2 separate regions of the Mus musculus genome follow, and region 2 is linked to region 1. The links are chromatin contacts, called in public HiChIP or PLAC-seq maps. All regions are on one chromosome and are shown on one strand. Each heading gives the region's core, a stretch centred on a gene start, on an enhancer-like site or on the middle of the called end of the contact. The rest is flanking DNA. Distances are from core to core; before and after follow the strand shown.

Region 1 (6,388 bases), core at 2,250-4,749:
TGTAGATATCTGTTAAGTCCATTTGTTTCACACCTTCTGTTAGTTTCACTGTGTCCCTGTTTAGTTTCTGTTTCCAGAATCTGTCCATTGATGAAAGTGGTGTGTTGAAGTCTCCCACTATTATTGTGTGAGGTGCAAGGTGTGCTTTGAGCTTTACTAAAGTTTCTTTAATGAATGTGGCTGCCCTTGTTTTGAAGCATAGATATTCAGAATTGAGAGTTCCTCTTGGAGGATTTTACCTTTGATGAGTATGAAGTGTCCCTCCTTGTCTTTTTTGATGACTTTGGGTTGGAAGTCAATTTTATTCGATATTAGAATGGCTACTCCAGCTTGTTTCTTCAGACCATTTGCTTGGAAAATTGTTTACCAGCCTTTCACTCTGAGGTAGTATCTGTCTTTTTATCTGAGATGGGTTTCCTGTAAGCAGCAGAATGTTGGGTCCTGTTAGTGTAGCCAGTTTGTTAGTCTATGTCTTTTTATTGGGGAATTGAGTCCATTGATATTAAGAGATACTAAGGAAAAGTAATTGTTGCTTCCTATTATTTTTGTTGTTAGAGTTGGCATTCTGTTCTTGTGGCTGTCTTCTTTTTGGTTTGTTGAGGGATTACTTTCTTGCTTTTTCTAGGGCGTGGTTTCCGTCCTTGTATTGGTTTTTTTCTGTTATTATCCATTGAAGGGCTGGATTCGTGGAAAGATAATGTGTGAATTTGGTTTTGTTGTGGAATACTTTGGTTTCTCCATCTATGTTAATTGAGAGTTTGGCTGGGTATAGTAGCCTAGACTGGCATTTGTTTTCTCTTATTGTCTGTAGAGTAGAATTTCTTATTCTCTATTTTCCAACTCAGTCTCTTCAATAGCTATTCAAATTTATTTATTTTTAGTTTTTGTGAAATTAAACAGACTTTTTGGCTGGACTAACTCTTAAATAACTTCTCTGGATGAACTATGCCCTCCTGACTTCCATAACCCCTTGCTTGATTTGTTTTTAATTTTAATTTGCTTTGTGTTTTCAGCTCTTATTTTCTTAACCCACTCTAAAATGTCCCTCAAGCCTTGTATATCTTATGGTACTATAGCCCTTGGCAGATGACCAATGTCAAGTACCCTTCCAAACTCTGAAGCAGCTCCAGAAGGAAAAAAGCCTTATCTTTGTCAATACTTTGCCTTGCAGTCTGTCATGGGGAAATATAACACCCAAATATAAAAGACCCAAAATAAAAAACAAAAATATCAATTCTTTAATCATCAGGCCCCAGTCATGTGGAGCCTAACCCAGAATGTCTTACTTGGTCATCTATTGGCACACCCAACAGCCCACTGTGCCTCAGAGAATGGCCAGTTTTCACAAAAACAACTTCCGTGTAAAATTTACTACTTGGCAAAATACAAAATGTCTGCCTGTCCTCTGAGGTAAAAGTCCACATAGGATGCACAAAACGATAAGGCCAAACAAGCTCCCTCAGCTGCTATAAATTGGCCTTTCTCTGATGCACAGACAACTCACTGAGACTCTATATACTGCTTTCTTTCTGACGATGCGTTATGTGAAACTCTCTCTTTGTTAGTTTATGCTGTTGGTTAATTAATTTTATCTTCTTTGTCACCAACACATTCCACAAAAGCACTATCATCTAAACTATCCCACATCACTATCCTGAGAAGGGTAGCAACGCATCCTTTGTGTATCAAATCTCCCCTACAACTACCAACTGGCCAACTAAACTTCCAGGAACCCACCCGGCCATCCTACTTCCTCTGAAATAGGAAGTGGTGTTGATTTATGACCTTTCTGCTGATCTGAGTACCAGCCCTTTCAGAACACACTCTTCTTTGTGAATTTTAGCAGTAAGCTTGCTTATAGAAAGCATACCAACTCCAGACACATTAGCTAGCACTTCCTCAGTTCCCACGCTAATGTCTTTCTTGGTAAAATGTTATTAGTTTCCTGGGAGGGAGGAGTCTTCTTGTAAAGAATTAGGTTTAGGGAACTCCCAGATACTTGTCTGGGGGACAGAGCCATTTTAAATGTCAAATAGTATTGTGTGGCTCTTCCTGGAGGGAGGTAAGCAAATACCTATTCACCCCAGATAGAGAACTGATGACAGAAAAAGAACTAATCCCATCCCAGTCTACGTTGGTGAACCAGTGAGTTTGGGGGCTTCCTTAAATGGTGGGTGGTTACTTACAGGAGTGCAGATGACTCACAACCAACTATATCACTGAAAAGCCCCAGCCCCAGTGACTCACAGAAGCCACATGTGTGGAATCCCTCCATCATTAACCTTCCAAGTCCTCTAAGCACTGACTGCTCCTAGGACCACTATGCAGCTGGAGCCAGGAGGGAGCAGGTAACTAGAATTCCAGGTAGAATTCCTGTAATGATTTTATTCTTCTTTTGCTCCAGAGTGCTAACAGTTCCACTGCAATGACTCAACTACCACTGAACTCTCTGCCCATCTCATTGCCATGCCAGTGAGGCCCAGGATTCTGCAGTCACCACAGCCATCTCTGATCCATGATGGCCCATGGTCACATCAGACCAACAGGAAATTGCTGGCAACAGATGGCATCAGTCGAACCCTGCCTTGCATTGCCTTCAATCCACCCCCCACTTCTCTCCTTGACATCAGCAGTGTCTAGCACGTCCCCCCCCCCACCACCACTTCTTTCCTTGACATCAGCAGTGTCTAGCACGTCCATCTCCCAGGAAGTCTGCAGCACTCCAGGATCTCTTTCAACTCAAGTGGCATGGACTGGAATTTGGTTGTTGAAAAGAAGAAATGATTGATGGCTGAGTGAGCCATTTTCAGGGAATGTGCAATCATTAAAAAACAAATAAGTAAAAACCACAAAGCATCAGCAAGTCCTAGGGTGGCATAAAAGAGACATCAAGCTGGCACACCTGTGTGTGGGACTAAAGCTAGAGAGCAAATAAGAACCTGGATGGTCATCTCTGAAAGGAACCTTGAGCAGCCAAGTGCAGGGGTGGTCAGGGGACCTGCCCTTTACCACATCAACTTTGGTATTTGCATTGAAGTTACAGGTGTAAACTGGTTTGTTAACTTTAGTGTTGACCACATAATTAGTCATAACTAGATACACTCCATCAGTGTCCTGAGTGGTGCTATCAGCCAGCGAGGCCATGGGAACTCGGCTTATCAATGAATAAGGTCAAATGGAACTTCATCTCAAGAATTGGCTTTAACAGACTTACAATAAAAACTTTTGTTTATCTAAAATTTGTGTTTAATCAGGAATCTCTTATTTGGTCCAAATAATAAAACTCTTTATTGTTCCTTCTTTTTCTTCTGTTTGTGGCCCAGGGAGAATGAGAAAAAGTCAGATTCTGAAGTAGAAAGGAGAGGAAGCCAGAGAGAGAGGAAAGCACACGCCTGGCCAGGCCCCCCAGGAACACCAGGAAGTCTAGACTCAGACTGTCTACAGGCAGGAGGCTGTTTATACTGACAGGTGGCACCAGGCAGCCCTGGAGAGGTGAACATGAGAATGTGGTATCTCAAAGTGCCAGGCTTCTAGTAGTTCAAGGGTGGCCTTCCTAAGATGGTCTGTTGAGAGCTTTTGGTGCCTCTTCTAGGAATTTGGCATTTGTCAGTAGGCTCAGATAAGAATATCAGAAACAGGGACCAAGGGGCTTTGCTGTATTACTAGCTTGTGTGATCTCTTTGCTTGCTACTTGACTTAACTATTACCTTGTGTCATGCTTCTGCTTGCTACTTTGCTTGCTTACTCTCTTGTGTGATCTGGTTTGCCACTCACTTGATGACTTTGTCTTTGACCTAAGAACTGACCATGTGTTTTGGATGCACTTAGAATGATATAAAAGCAGGCTGGAGAGACATGAAGCTGCTTCAGCCGCAGCACTGGCTGGAGTCAGGTTATAGTGTTGTCTAACTGTCTTTTTCTTTTCAATCCTCACTTTCTCCCTTGATGTCGCGTCCGCTCTCGACCAGCAAGAACGACACGACCACCAGTTCTTCTAACAGCAGTTTATTCAGCAAGCTTCAGTTTTCATCTCTCTCACTTCATCTTTTTCTCCCCCGAACCCCGGGCCTCTCACTCTTATATACTCTCAGCCCCCATCCACTCACGGCAGGCCACGTCACCTCACCAGGCACGCAGCTTCAGCCAATCAGGGCGGCAGGGACATGTCTCCACCAAATATGGACTTGTTTACACGGCCAGCATCATGGTGCACCTGCACAGCTCTCACGATGGTCGCGGCTTATTTTCAGGTGTATGAGGAAATCAGGTGCAAGTCATAAGACTTAGCTGCAGTCCCAGGCGCCATCTTGGGACTGCTGTCACACCCGCTCCTCACACCTTGAGACCCTGTTGGCTGACTGAGCTGGCTTGGTCAATGGTCCACACCAGGAGGCCACTGGAGAACTGAGGAGGCCTCTGGTTCTTGAGCCTATCTAAAATTCCTATTTAGTGACCTAACCATTTTGTGATGCTTGCTCTGTCCTAAAAGACTGCACCCCAGCCCAGCTTTACCTACAAGCTAAGAATGTTTCCATAGTCTGTCAGCCAGACACTTTGAGTCAGATAGTCAGCATTAGGACCAGACACTCCTTTCAGGCTCTTTTTGCCATCCATACTCCATTTATCATAAAGCAGACTCTCTGGTCTGGCATTCTACTGTGTCCATATCTAGACACTCTGGAGAACAGGCTGTTGTTGTCTATGGAAGTACAGAAGGAGAGAAAAGTTCCTATGTGGGATGCATCAACATGACCAGGATATGTTGAGGTGTAGATCCCTCTGACATAGGTAACAAGCTGGAGAGAATCTTGCTGTATACAGCCACACAGTCTTCTGGGACTGCCTACCTGCTGCTGTACCACAGTCACCCCATACTGTGGGTAAACAGCAATCATGTCCTTATCTCTCTAAAGGTTTCTGTGGGTCAGGAGTTTCCAAGTGTTCAGGAGCAAACTCTGACGCAAGAATTTTTTGTGCAAGTGATTTGCTTTAGGGAGTGCTCTGAGAGATAGGAATAGCAAACAGGCAGGGGCAAAAGAAGAAACCTACAGAGCTCTGCAGGACCCCAGGCTATTCAGATGGCCAGCTTTGTGTCAGCTATCCGAGCTGGAAATGAAGATAGGCCATTTCCACTCATCCACTTTGTCTGGTTCTTTGCCAGCAGGGCCATGGGAGTGCTACAGCGTGGGGAATCCCAGCAAGCTGACTCTGTGCAGCTCCTCAGCCTACTGTGCTCCTCAGCCTACACTTCTTGGTTTGCAAAAAGGAAGCCACATTTGTATATGGCTTGTTTTTTAAGGATTTAGTAAAATTATGTATATAAAGATTTTACCTTAGCACCTGGTATGAACAGTACTGTAATCATTCTTTGGAGCAGAAAGTATCCAAAATATGCTGTTATTTTTATGTCTTCTAAATCTTATCCTGCAAATACTTAAAAGAGCGATAAAGCCCCCTTAATAATCAAAAGCAAATGTGAGTTTTAGAAACTTCTAAGAGGGCTTGTTCAATATCAACACAAAGAGCTTGGGGGAAGCCTGTGGTAGGAGCCAGCAACTCCCTGCCATCTTACTAAAAACCTGATAGTGGGAACTTCTAAGTCAGCTATGTCTCAGAATGCTTCCTGCTAGTCTATTAGGATCGACTCTTGTTTTTCTGTTTGTTGTTTCTAATGCTATGTTTTTATTTGTTATTTTATTATCATGGTAGCAATAATCACATCTCATAACATGAGCAAGCTTACATAAATATATATTTTCATACCATCCCCTTAAATACTTATCTGCTGTAATGCAAAAGTTAATTTGCTTGATTTAGTCATTTCATCATGACTAAAAATATCAATAGTTCAATGTTGCCCATTATAAAAATGTACAACTTTTATTAACGTAAATATAAAAGATGCTTGGAACATAGCTAAGTGACTGAGTACTGCCCTAGTGTAAGGCCTGAGATCTTTCCCCAGCAGCACAGAACAAAAATCAAATAAACAAAATAAGCAAACAACTAAAGAGTAAGGTATGGGGGGGTGCAAAGAGGAAAAGAGAAAGATTTAAAACAGAAGTATCAGCTATATTCATGTCTAATCCATTTCTAAACTTTAGACACTATCTGGAACACAGGTGAATTTTTAAAATTATTTATTAAATCAATGAATTAATGTTATTCTTATGTGCCTTGGTTTGATGTGAATATTTACATATTTCACTGCAGGCATGTGAATGCTTGATTTCAGGAACGGCTGGGTAGGTTATGTAAGATACATATGCATATGTGGATGTAAGTATGTAGTTACAGGCAAGTTATTCCTAGTCTGAAATGTTGGGAACTAAATTATCTAGAACTCTGAGCTGAGGGGAATGAAGGCTTTGGAATTTTTTTCATAAAT
Region 2 (6,388 bases), core at 1,035-3,534, 300 kb before region 1:
CTCAAAACAAGAGGAAAAAAAAAAGAAAAAGAAGGAAGGGTGGAAGGGAACTCTGGAACTGATGGGGAGGCCTCATTTGCTTCCACTTCTTCCTCAGATGCCAAGACAGGAGGGGCAGCAAGTAAGGGACGGAAAGGCGCAAAAAGTAGCGGAACAGCGGCGAAGGTGGCGCTGATGAAGCTAAAGATGCACGCTGATGGGGATAAGTCCCTGCCGCAGGTGAAAAGGGCACTGTGTTAAACACAGTGATGTCTGGATGTCTCCTCTCTTCCTCTCGCTAATTGAATACAACTTAACCCTCGTTTGCATCGTTGCGGAAGATCATGTGCTGTCGAGTCTGTATAAGTACTACATCTTTCCCACTTTATAGAGATGGCGGTGAACCATGAATGTCGGTCTTCACTATTTATCCCACTCTGCATCATGATTTTAATATTTTTCTGTACGGTATAGTTCATTCAGAATATTCATTTTCCTGTTGTATGACTGTAGCCTACTTTATTTTTCTAAATAATCCCAGCTTATTCGGTGCATTCTTTTTAACAAATGTTTCTCCAGCGAAGGCGCTTGTGTTTAGGGAGGAGACCTTCTCTCGATAGGATCTTTAGGATCTGACACTCAGGACACTGACGTAGGAGATCAGGAGTTCAAGGTAATCGAGCTACAGAGTGAGCGCCAGGCAGCCTGGGAAAAAAAATCTCAGAATATACAAGCATACCTAGTTACATGCCTTACTACAGATTTGTTAATTAACTTTTAGCCAACGTATGTGTCCCAGTTTGCTTCTCTGTCGCTGTGATAAAACACAGACTAAAACCAACTTGGGGAGGAAACTGTTTATTTCAGCTTCCACATTACAGTCCGTCATTGAGGGCAGTCAGGGCATGAACTCAGGCTGGAGCCATGGAGGAACATTGCTCACTGGCTGTCTGCAAGCCTTGCTCAGCCTGCTTTCCTATATAGCTCAAAACAACATCCTGCTCAGGGATGACACACCCATATGGGATGGGGCTGGGTCCTTCTCCATCAGCTAGCAATCTAGAAAATGCCATACAGACATGCCAACAGCCCAGTCTGATGGAGCCAGCACTTCCTCAGTTGTGGCTTTTTTCCAGGTGTCTCTAGTTTGTGTAAAGTCAACAAAAACTGACCAGCAGAATATATTATATGCTCTCTCTATATTATATATGTGTGTGTGCGTACATATACTTAATACATGTCTAGTGGTGAGGGCTATAAATGAAGGAAAATGGGTTTCAGATGGATAATATCATCTCTCTGATTTATATCCCATTGCTTAGTAGAAAAGACCCTCCAGTGTGCCCACACTGCTGATGTTTCCTTGAAAGTGTGCGTCATATTCCATGGAGTATGTGACTTTTTGCCATTTTCCCATCGATGAATGTTGATTCTGTCTCCTCTTATGGCCATTGTGGTGTTTGATTGTTTTCTTTTTTTGAGATAGGTTCTTGTGTAGTCCAGGCTGCTCAAGGAGTCTGAAGTTCTCAGTTCTGCTTTACGCTGCCCTCTAGATGATGCTCAAATTCACCATCATTAATTAAGCCTTTTTTAAAAATCGAGGATGATAGAAATTTATCTGGTTTGAGTTTCTTAGTTTAGAAGCCATGTTTTTAGCTTTTGCATTTCTTCTTGGATATTTACATCTCGTTTTATTTCCACTTGTTTTATAGTGTGTTCCTTTTTGTGGGTAATGTATCTCACTGTACATCCCAATGACATTCTGTCTTTAGATTTCTGCTGTTAGTTGCTTAATTTTGAATTTTAAGTGTATTGATTCTACAAGTTCACCTTGACTTTGAAGGGTTTGTAGTTTAGTTTCTACTTCCTTGCCTTAAGCTCTGGGCAGACCATGCTACCAGCCACCGCCCAGGTTCCCTTAGTTCCACAGATGAAACACACACAAGCTTATTTTTAATATGCTTTTTAACTCAATGGCCGGGCACCCCTTGGCTAACATGTCCTTACCTTCCACTCTCAGCTCAACACCTCTAAATCTTCTCTCAGCTTAGTTGCCCAGTTGCTCAGCATCGTAAATCTGCCCTCAGCTTAGTTGCATTTCTAATCTCCCGCCTGCTACCCCAGGCCCAGTTGAGGAAGCGGCCAATGGCCACTCCATCCGAGATCTCATATGGCTAGTGGCTCTCTTTCCCTCAGAAGCATGGCAAATCTTTCTTCCTCCTGCATCTCCTAGCCTGCGTGCTGGAACCTGGAAGTTCCGCCTCTTCCGCCCAGCCATTGGCCACTAGCATCTTTATTGATAGATCAAGAACCAATTGGGGAACAGGACGCTGATGGTTCACAGGTAGATTCCGGATCGATCTAAGCACATCAGAACCACCCCCTACAGGGCTTCTTGTGTATTTCTCTGCCCTGACTTCCCATCCCCGCCTTGTCTTCTGGCCACTCACTGAGAGCATCAGCTGAGGGAGCTGAGTGGCACCTGTGTGGTTCTGAGGCTGCTGCAGTTGCAGCCGTTGAGTCGGACGAGTTCTCTGTGCTTTTGTGCCTTTCTCTGTACTGATGTGCTTAGGGCAGCACTCAGCACCCAGGAACCTCCTGCTCCAGCTGCCTGTTAGTCTGTTTTTGATCCCAGACATACTTTTAGAGTCTGGTAGCTTTAGTTTTCTCTTCCTGCCTGTTCTTACTGCTTTCCTTTTAGAACAGGGACTGCTGGTTACAGACAAGGACCAAAGCTTAGGTTTACACTGATTTTCTTTTTCTCCGAATGCTTTTTAGCTATGATTCATTGCACTGACCCTCAGCAAATCTAAATTCCTTTCTGATTAGACAGGAGTTGTTTTGACTGTATTATTCCTTAAGATAACTTCGATTATTTCCCAACATTTCCATTAGAAACACCTCACTTAGGGGATTCTTATTGTACAGGACTTGACCTGTGAAGATGCCTCCCTAACGCAGTGTTTAGGAATCAGGGAATATTCTATTCCCACTTATTTTTTATTTTATTTAATATATGTGAGTACACTGTAGCTGTCTTCAGACACACCAGAAGAGGGCATCAGATCCCATTACAGATGGTTGTGAGCCACCATGTGGTTTCTGGGAATTGAACTCAGAACCTCTGGAAGAGCAGTCAGTGCTCTTATCTACTGAGCCATCTCTCCAGCCCTCCCACTTATTTTTTAATAAAGATAATTAAATAACAGAATGCAGCTGGAGAAGACAAGTGAGACACAGCTTATGCTAGAGACACTGTTTCTGAAACCCTGTTGTGTTACTAAACTCTCTTTCTGGGGCTTTTCTGTACTTTAGTTTTTCACTTTCGTTCTCAAAAAATCTCAAACCTCTGACATACCTTTTATGTCTTTCACATAAAATAAGTGTTTTTGTATCAAGAAGCCTTGTCTCTCAAGTGACAGGACCTTGATTCCAAGGAGTACAGTTGAAACAAGTTTAATTCCTCACAGAACGAAACAGAGGGAACATGTTGAGGGATTCTGGTGTTGTTGAATGAGCCGTCAGTCTTCTTGATTTCTCTCTGTTCATGTTGAACTCATTCTTAACTTGGGAATGCAGGGGAGATATGAGGGAAGCCTGTGGTCCAAGTCTGAGTCTCTGGAACTCAACAAAGAAAAAAAGAGTTCCTCTGCACCCAGTCCCTGGACATAAAAAGGCCGTACAACTTGGTTATGCAGATAACCTGGCTAGGGTTTTGAGTCTTTGGGACGTGCAGTTAGGTAGGTAGGCTACATGATGGGTTCTTCTGACCAGAACTGACGTCATAGGCTATTCTGTGTTGACAAAAGAAGAGTTAAGGAACCGCTAGCTGAATAAGGAATGCCTCCTCTCGCGTGTGTCTGATCTGTATGGTAACTTTTAATTACACAGACAGAAAGAACATACTTCCAGGTCTACTTGCCAAAGGGGAGCAAGGAAAAAAGCAAAGCCATGTTCTTTTGCCTGCGGTGGAGCATCGGGAAGGTTGTGGACTTTGCAGCTTCTCTCGCTAATCTCAGGAATGAAAACAACAAGCTGACAGCGAAGGTAATGTCCGGTGACCCCTTTTCCTTCAAGTGTTGGGATATGTCTGCAAGTGGGCCTCACCCTGTGCGCCTTCTCTCTCTCTCACCAGAAGCTGAGGCTGTGTCATGTCCCTTCAGGAGAAGCCCTGCCATTGGATCACACATTGGAAAGGTGGATCACGAAGGAGGAGTGCCCTTTATATAATGGAGGAAATGTTATCTTGGAATATCTTAACGATGAAGAACAGTTTTTAAAAAATGTTGACTCTTACTTGGAATAGTCATTCAAGGATTCAAGCCAGCAGAATCCTTATAAGCAGAAACCACTATCAGTAGACAGTCAGCTTTGTTGTGTTTGTTTTGTTTGTTTTACTACAGATACTTTTTTAAAACTCTCAAAGTTGCTGTCTTAGAATTTATTTCCATTAGGTCCTAATTTACACCAGTAGTTTTCTACTAGGTTCCATGTTGGTGTTTAATTATGTGTTGACAATTACTGGCGAAGTATTTTATTAGCTGTTTCTGGGTTAGGCTGTAGAAATATCAGCAAAAGTGTCTTTCCTGGTAGACTAATGGCAGCCATTGACTGGCTGCTGTGTCACAGCCTGTACTGCCTTCCCTCCGAGATCCCGCTCACACAACACCCACCTTTTTGTGATTTTGCCATTCTACGGCAGAGGAAGCTGCAGATGGCAGACTCTTTGGAGGGGTCGTACAAGTGGTACTTACCAATATTATTTAAAGGAAGTCCTATGATTAAACCTCATATTATGTCCAGAATACATAGCCTTACTGGATACCTAAATCATGACGCATGAATTGCAGACTCTTGCAGATCCTCTCATTCAGTCTTCCAGGATAAGGTGTGTGATAAGACACCACATACCTAAGAAGGGAACGTAATTTTTTTGGTATCATGTAATTGCACTGGATATGTTTCTGGTAAGGAGTTTTCTCTAGTAGGATTCAACTTTTTGTGTGTGTGAATGTATTACAAATGAGAACTTCACTCGAATAAACTGATTTTGTTACAGTCTATGCTTCCTGTAACAAAGCGAGACAATTATTGCATTTGATCTATAAGTTGAAATAAGTCCTCTTGGGGAATGCCTTCTGTCTACACCTGAGGAGAATGAGTGTCTTCTGTCCACACTAGATGAAGGCCTACATACACTGTGGGAGGGAGCAGTAGGTTAATTAAAGAGTAAGCTGAGCATGCTCATTTGGTCTTTGTCAGCTCCATCTTTTCATGTTCAGACCATAAACAGTGATAATTTCTTGCTTTTATCAGACTCTAAATTCATTCCTTTATAGTTACCTGTGTGCCTACTTAAAACAAAAGTGTCTGATTGCCAATGTGGGCACAAGAAGCCACACTTAGGCAGAAGATAAACTTGGAACTAGCAGACAGAGTTGTAAGGCAAGTTGCAGATAAGTGAATAGGCAGTATAGCCATGTTACAAGAGCTGTTTTATTGGAAACTATCAAACTAGAGTTAGAAATCACCTTTTTTTTTTTTTTTTTTTTTTAATTTTTCGAGACACAATTTCTCTGTAAAGCCCTGGCTGTCCTGGAACTTACTTTCTTTCTTTCTTTTTTTCTTTTTTTTTTTTTTTGAGATACCAGAAGTTTTAATACCAAGCAGTACTTTAATCTCCATTTTGGACCTAGTAGGTGGCCAGCACCTCTAATTGAATGAAAATTGAATATGCCAGAAAAATAATACCTACTGAGAAGATGGCAGGCGAGGCTTGTTTCAGGAAGTATTAAAAAATTCAATTCACACTACACCAGCAGGCCCTGGAGGGCTGGCAGGCCTGGCACAGGCAGGCATGGCTGGCCTGTTCTCATCTCGTGGAGACTCTGCCTCAGAGCTCCGAAATCTCTCCATCCAGCTTGCTAAGTTCCCACTGGTGGGTTAATACCACGCCAGCCCCACACTTGAAAATTCCCATAGCCTTTTTGGGGTGCACTTCTCGCAAAGCCACACTTTGCTGCCATATCTTTCTCTCTGGAACCCAGTTGAGCCACCTTGTGAAGGAAAACACCACACAAACTTAGTTCAGAATCAATGCTAACTCAATCACTGGGCGCAACAACTAGCATCCTAATCTTGTTAGCCGTATTAATTCTAAATCCTCCAGGGGTCACTTGTAGCTGCATCTTGCCTCCCACTCTCCCTGATCAAAAGCCCCTATCTCTCTTCTGCCTCTTACCCAGAAGTCCCGCCTACTCACCCAGTGATTAGAAAGGTCACATGAAGTCCTGGATACGTGATTCACTCCTCCAGACAGCCCCTCTTAGATTAGTTAAATTAACATCAGATTTCAAATAGCGCCAGGGCTACTCACAACCGAGGCTGACTGGAATTGACACCTAGAAAG

Evidence for each region. HiChIP or PLAC-seq counts read pairs in DNA pulled down with a chosen protein or histone mark.
Region 2: a contact with region 1 is called in an HNF4G HiChIP or PLAC-seq map of pancreatic cancer cells. The contact joins two enhancer-like sites. A contact is called at or near these places in 1 of 39 promoter capture datasets (liver), 1 of 15 datasets of contacts at CTCF or cohesin (the NIH/3T3 cell line), 2 of 115 datasets of contacts at active chromatin or transcription factors (bone marrow-derived macrophages and pancreatic cancer cells) and 2 of 9 other capture datasets (adipose tissue and liver).

What each region holds. Positions count from the first base shown.
Region 1 is chr3:10,039,617-10,046,004 of GRCm38.p6, reverse strand. It overlaps Gm33365 (a long non-coding RNA gene), which reads left to right. Exons shown (of 4, transcript XR_387544.2): 4 at 2,405-2,712. Among named protein-coding and RNA genes, the nearest start is that of Gm33365, 22 kb to the left of the region's middle. Within about 2 kb of position 3,499, at least 20 of the 459 cell types and tissues checked have an H3K27ac peak or open chromatin away from gene starts, as enhancers often do. A contact at or near this core is called in pancreatic cancer cells, where this site is marked.
Region 2 is chr3:10,338,632-10,345,019 of GRCm38.p6, reverse strand. Zfand1 (zinc finger, AN1-type domain 1) reads left to right here. Exons shown (of 8, transcript NM_025512.3): 6 at 98-219; 7 at 3,871-4,026; 8 at 4,115-5,064. The coding sequence ends at 4,285. Among named protein-coding and RNA genes, the nearest start is that of Slc10a5, 6.2 kb to the right of the region's middle. Within about 2 kb of position 2,284, at least 302 of the 459 cell types and tissues checked have an H3K27ac peak or open chromatin away from gene starts, as enhancers often do. A contact at or near this core is called in pancreatic cancer cells, where this site is marked.